Regions from separate parts of the Mus musculus genome. Here region 1 is linked to region 2. A link is a contact called in public HiChIP or PLAC-seq data. All regions are on one chromosome and are shown on one strand. The core of a region is the stretch at or near the end of the contact, and the rest is flanking DNA. Distances in the headings are between cores, read along the strand shown.

Evidence for each region. HiChIP or PLAC-seq counts read pairs in DNA pulled down with a chosen protein or histone mark.
Region 1: an H3K27ac HiChIP or PLAC-seq map of embryonic stem cells shows a contact between it and region 2, with 10 read pairs. The contact joins the promoter of Mybbp1a here to the enhancer-like site in region 2. A contact is called at or near these places in 1 of 484 Hi-C or Micro-C datasets (palatal mesenchyme), 4 of 115 datasets of contacts at active chromatin or transcription factors (the SCID.adh cell line and embryonic stem cells) and 3 of 9 other capture datasets (adipose tissue, liver and pancreatic islet).

Annotation. Positions count from the first base shown.
Region 1 is chr11:72,440,008-72,442,707 of GRCm38.p6, reverse strand. It overlaps Mybbp1a (MYB binding protein (P160) 1a), which reads right to left and starts at 1,381. Exons shown (of 26, transcript NM_016776.3): 1 at 1,133-1,381; 2 at 935-1,030; 3 at 225-308; 4 at 64-138. The coding sequence starts at 1,324.
Region 2 is chr11:72,400,876-72,403,575 of GRCm38.p6, reverse strand. It overlaps Smtnl2 (smoothelin-like 2), which reads left to right. Exons shown (of 8, transcript NM_177776.3): 3 at 326-565; 4 at 1,076-1,151; 5 at 2,049-2,228. Among named protein-coding and RNA genes, the nearest start is that of Smtnl2, 9.5 kb to the left of the region's middle. Within about 2 kb of position 1,330, at least 19 of the 459 cell types and tissues checked have an H3K27ac peak or open chromatin away from gene starts, as enhancers often do. A contact at or near this core is called in embryonic stem cells, where this site is marked.

The DNA of each region.
Region 1 (2,700 bases), core at 132-2,631, 39 kb before region 2:
TGTTACCATCTGTTCCCCTCCAGCCCTAAACCAGTCCCTGCGCCCCGTGCCAAAAGCTCTTACCTTCACTAGGCGGCCTGACTGAAAGAGGGCTAGCACTCCAAAAAGGTTTGCAAAGAGACTAGGTCTCATCATTGCCTAGAAAAAGATTGAAAACACAGGTGAAGAGGGTCCCTCCCCATAGCTGTTCAGGAGCAGGTTGTCTGTCTGGGAATCTCACGCACCTTGTTCATGGCTTGTAGGCTGTATTTTTCTTGTATCTGATCCAGGATGTCACACAATGGGATGTCTTCAAAAGACTGCAACAGCTACCAGGCAAGACCAGAAAGAGCTCAGGAGTGGCCCAGGGACAACAAACCAGACCAAGTCCATTTCCCTCCTTCAGCTTTCCCCAATATAATCTCCGTGCTCCTCCCATCCCTCACAAGCGCTACTGCTTTCAAGGGACCACATCTTACATGGCTAAGCCCCACCTCCATCAAGGCTTCAGAAGGCCTAGGCTGCTTCTGTACCTCTTGGGAAAACCCATCCCATCCAAAGATCCTGTTCTGAGTTGCCTTGAGGCTGGTTAGTCTTCATTGCTTTTTGCTGTACAAATTTCTACGTGGTCTGTCATCAGTTGCCTTCCTAACCTGGAGGCGGCTCCCCAACCTTGCAGAAATCAACCTCAAAGTTCACTACTTCCAGTAACTGTAGCTAATACTCTGTAGCTGATAAACGTGTATCAGAAAGAAAACGTGTTCAACTCTTCCACCTGCCTGGACTTTGCTGTACATAGGCCATGTTTTGGCACTTCCTCCCACCCAAGTAAGGATGCCTGTATCCCCTCTGAAGCATCTCGGATTTCTTCTTACCCCGCAGCTTCGGTGCCCCCTACCCTTAGACGCCACCTTTGCCCAGCGAGATCGTGCCCTTGCCAGACACACAGTCTCACCTGTGCCAGCGCCAGGCTGTAGCAGGGCCTAGCGGCTTCTCGGCCCACCCCAAGCCCAGTGATTAGGCGCTTCAGGGCATATTTCATCTCCGAATCCTACGGAACCAAGAACATCCCTCGTGTTCAACAGTGATCTGAAGGGCCCACCCCTCCCCCTTGCATCCAGAGCCACGATGGGCCTGGGCCCCTCCATCATACATTGGGCCTTGTGCGCAAGTACTCCAACAACTTCTCCGTGGCCCGGAGCCGCGTTTCCTGATCCGGTTTCGCAATGTCCCAGAAGAAGTCCAAGAACTCGCGGCTGTGCTCCAGCAGGCTGTGGCGGTCGCTTTGCGCCGCTTCTGCGGGAGTCGCAGGCTCAGCTTTCGTGGGGCTCTTCATCTCCGCCATGCTGAGCCAAACACGTGGGCTCAGAAGACAGTCACTTCCAGGTCAGGTCTCGGCGCCTGCGCACTGGGACGTCCGAGTGAGGGCGGGGCCTAGCAGGTTGGAAGTGGCTTCCGTACGGCCTTGCCTTTCCCTTGTGGCTGTGGGTGGAGCAGAGTGTTCTCACACGCGCGTGTGCTCAGAAACTGATGCTTCGATCTCTTCCTTTAACCTGGAGGAGTTCCTGACGACCGGAGGTGCAAACAAATCCACGAAAAAGCCGTAGTATGATCTCTTCCCAGACCCGGGTCTGCTCGCGATCTAGTCCGAGACATCCGCTATTATTCCGCTTTTATTGTGTGCATCCGAACAAAGCCGCGGCTTCTGTGGACTTCCTTTCTAGTGGGAAGAGATGGTTGATGAACGAGTAGACAAATACATTTTAAATGATAGTTATGAGGAAAATAAGGAATGTAGGGAGCAGAGGGAGCCTTTTAAATGTTAAAAAACGTGAAAACATCGCCTGTTAAAAATTAAAGGGAGGGGCTGGAGAGATGGCTCATCGGTTAAGAGCTCTGACTACTCTTCCAGAGGTCCTGAGTTCAGTTCCCAGCAACCACATGGTGGCTCACAACCATCTGTAATGGGATCCAATCCACTCTTCTGGTGTGTCTGAAGACAGATACAGTGTATTCATAAAAATAAACAGCCGGGAGGTGGTGGCACACGCCTTTAATCCCAGCACTTGGGAGGCAGAGACAGGCGGATTTCTGAGTTTGAGGCCAGCCTGGTCTACAAAGTGAGTTCCAGGACAGCCAAGACTATACAGAGAAACCCTGTCTCGAAAAACCAAAAAAAAAAAAAAAACAAAAAACAAAAAAAAAAATAAAATAAAATAAACAACATTTTCTTAAAAAAAAAAAATTAAAGGGAAGCCGGGCATGGTGGTGCACACCTTTGATCCCAGCACTTGGGAGGCAGAGGCAGGTGGATTTCTGAGTTCAAGGCCAGCCTGGTCTACAAAGTGAGTTCCAGGGCAGCCAGGGCTACACAGAGAAACCCTGTCTCGAAAAACCAAACCAAACCAAAACAAAACAAAACAAAAAAAACCAAAAAACCCAAAACCACACACACACACAAAAACAAAACCAAAAAAAAAATTAAAGGGAAAATTCTATAGATTCTAAGATTCTATTTAAGAGACCATGACAAGACTGACATGTGAGCTGACAGCTGAGGGACAAGATGGGCTCTATTGTCCCCAGGGCAAAAATCTAAGAGCAGGCCAAGGACATTTCTTCTACAGAGGCCACTCATCTCTTACGGGAATGAGGTCAGTAAGGTGAGGAGGAGGACTCAGGTGCCAGGAGCAAGGTTATATAGAACCCAGGGCCAGGCTC
Region 2 (2,700 bases), core at 81-2,580:
AAATACACAAAGAAATGGGAGTTCAAGGAAGAGATCTTCCCTGTTTCTGGAAGAAAGCAAGCAGAGGCTGTGTAATTGTCAGTTCATAAAAGTGGGTAGAGTGGCCCAAGCTGGTGCAGGGGAAGTTGAGGAGAATCAGGTCTGAGCGGTGCAGTAAGATGTACATGGTAATGGAGGTGAGGGAGGCTGAAGTGGTCAGAAGGCTTCCTGGAGGAGCTGGGAGCAATGTTCAGAGATACAGGAGTCCTCTTGGACTGAATGTAGGGGAATCTGAGGCGTCTGTGGCTGCCATAGCTGATGCACCCTGGTTGGTCACGTGTTACAGGTCCAGCCAACGGATCCTCTGAGGTCCAAACCTCGTCAGCCCAGGAGCCCCCGAGGCCACGCCCTGTGAGCCTCTCCTTGCGGATGCCCCACCAGCCCGTCACAGCTGTCACCCGAGTCTCCGAGAAATTCTCTGGGGAGACCTCAGCTTCAGCTCTGTCACCCACATCTGCTGCCATTGTGGGGGGCTTCACCCCAAGCCCTAGTGAGGCCATCAGCCCTTGGACTCCCAGTCCCACTGGTATGACAAGGGGGTGGTACGGGGGCCGATCCCCCCCACTTCAGGGTGGGTGAGAGAGGACAGGGCTTGGGTGTGGGTTGGCAGGAGACTCAGGACACCCAGGTCAGACCCCAGCCCACCATATTCCCTGACCCAGGGGACCTGTCCTTACCACATTCCTTTCCAGAGATACCATTAAGTGGGAGTTCATGACAGGTTGAGACCATGGTTTACCTTGTATATTTGATACAGTCCCCTCAGCACAAACAGGTCTTTATTGGGTTTATCCTAGTATATGACTTGGGCTGGCACTATCCTGGCTTCCCAACAAGGGTTTGGGGCAGTACTTGGTCATACAGTGTTGGAGACCCCGGGCTTTGTGCCCTCAAGAGCAGGGAGGAGACAGTTGGAAGGACTTCTTGGATGTCACTGTCCTGAGATGGTGCCTACTGAGCCCTAGATCTTGTTGGTCTACAAAGTGATGCTGAGTAGAACCAAGTCTGTTGTTTCTGTCTTTCCTTGGTCTTATAGAGAAAAGTTCCTCTTTCACTCGGTCTTTGTCTGGCTCTGGGTATGGAGCAGTGACGGCTGGCAAACGCAAGGACAGGTGAGTCTGTGGCTGGGAAGGCTGCTCTGCCTGGGACCTGAGCTGCAGGCCTCTCTCTGGGCCGACTGTCTAGGGAGACTCTGTGGAACTAGAGCCGGCGGGCTGACTGGCAGGCGGGGTTGGAGCTGGGAAGGGAGGTGACCAAGGTTGGTATGTGGAGGCTTGGTTGCCGCTTGGCTTCTTTGACCTTCAAAACAAGTCTATTAAAAGGTGGCTTGTGTGTGTTGGGCAGGGATGGGGTGGTGTGGGGAGTGGGGGAGTCTCAACTTCTCTGGGAGGAAGGTGGGCAGGATGACATTTGGCTTTATGTTTTCCATTCTGGCTGGGGGACCTCCAAGTGAGGTATTTGCTGCCATGGGAAGAGCAGGTGCCTAGAGAGGCTCAGGGTTAAAAGCTAACTTTGGCTGACTAAGTAGATGTGAGGATGGGGGAGGGGTAGCAAGATGGAATTTTTTTTTTTTAAATAATAAAAGGGGAATTGTGTCTTCCTGGCAGATTGTTCCAGGGGGAGAACAAAGAGGGTCCTATCTAGAAGTGGTGGAGGAGGGGGCCTGGTCTGGCTCTGGGTATACCCCTTGTCCTTCCCAGGCATTGACACTTATCAAGGGGTGCTAGTTGTGCCTTGAGAGGGGCTACTCTCCCTCCCTAGTTGGGCACCCTGGCCAGGTATGCTACCAACTGTAGCTCCCGTGCAGAAAACCTGCAAAACCAGTTGGGACCTGAGCAGGTGGGACTTGCTCCCCCACTGCTCCTCCAAGGTCTAGGGGTCCCCCCATAAGTATAAGCTGTCTGCCTCGCTGTCTCACGCACACTCACTCAGGGTGGGCGTTTCACCGGGGGACCCAGGGGAGTGCCAGTTGGTTCTGTGTTCCTGACGTCATGAATTTTTCTCCTCAGCCCTCCACTGGTGACCCCACCACAGTCACCCCCATCCTCGCAGCCCCCAGCTATGACTCAGGCCCCTCGCCAGGGAGAGCGTCGCAGGGAACTGGTGAGGTCGCAGACGCTGCCTCGGACTTCAGGGGCACAGGCTCGAAAGGCGCTGTTTGAGAAGTGGGAGCAGGATACGGCGAGCAAGTATGGATATTCCACCCTGAGCTAGCCCAATGAGCTCCTAGAGCAGGCTCAACCATGGCCATGGTCATTCAGCCATAGCGTAGCGAGGCTGGGCCCTGACTGTTTCCCAAGATCAGATTTCTCAGGCAGAGGTCAAGGTCAGGGCTGTTTTACAGAGCTGCCTGAGGTTGAGGAGTTCCTTTGGTAGGGAGAAGAGGGCTGTGGGGCCAGGTTACTGAGAGATGCTACCCTCCATTTGCAGGTACCCCAGTCTTCTGCTTCCTCAGTGTGCCTAGGCCATCCTTGCCTCTGACTAACTGCTTCTTCATTTTCTGGCCATGACCTGGGAGTCTGAGAGGGGAGGCCCAGCAGTGGGGCTGGTCTTGCTTGAGGAAATGACACCATGGGACCCAGGGGCTCACCAGTCACTCCCTATTAGAGACGAGACCCTTAGATTAGAGCTTCCTTTGCAGATTTATGCCAGTGCATGGAA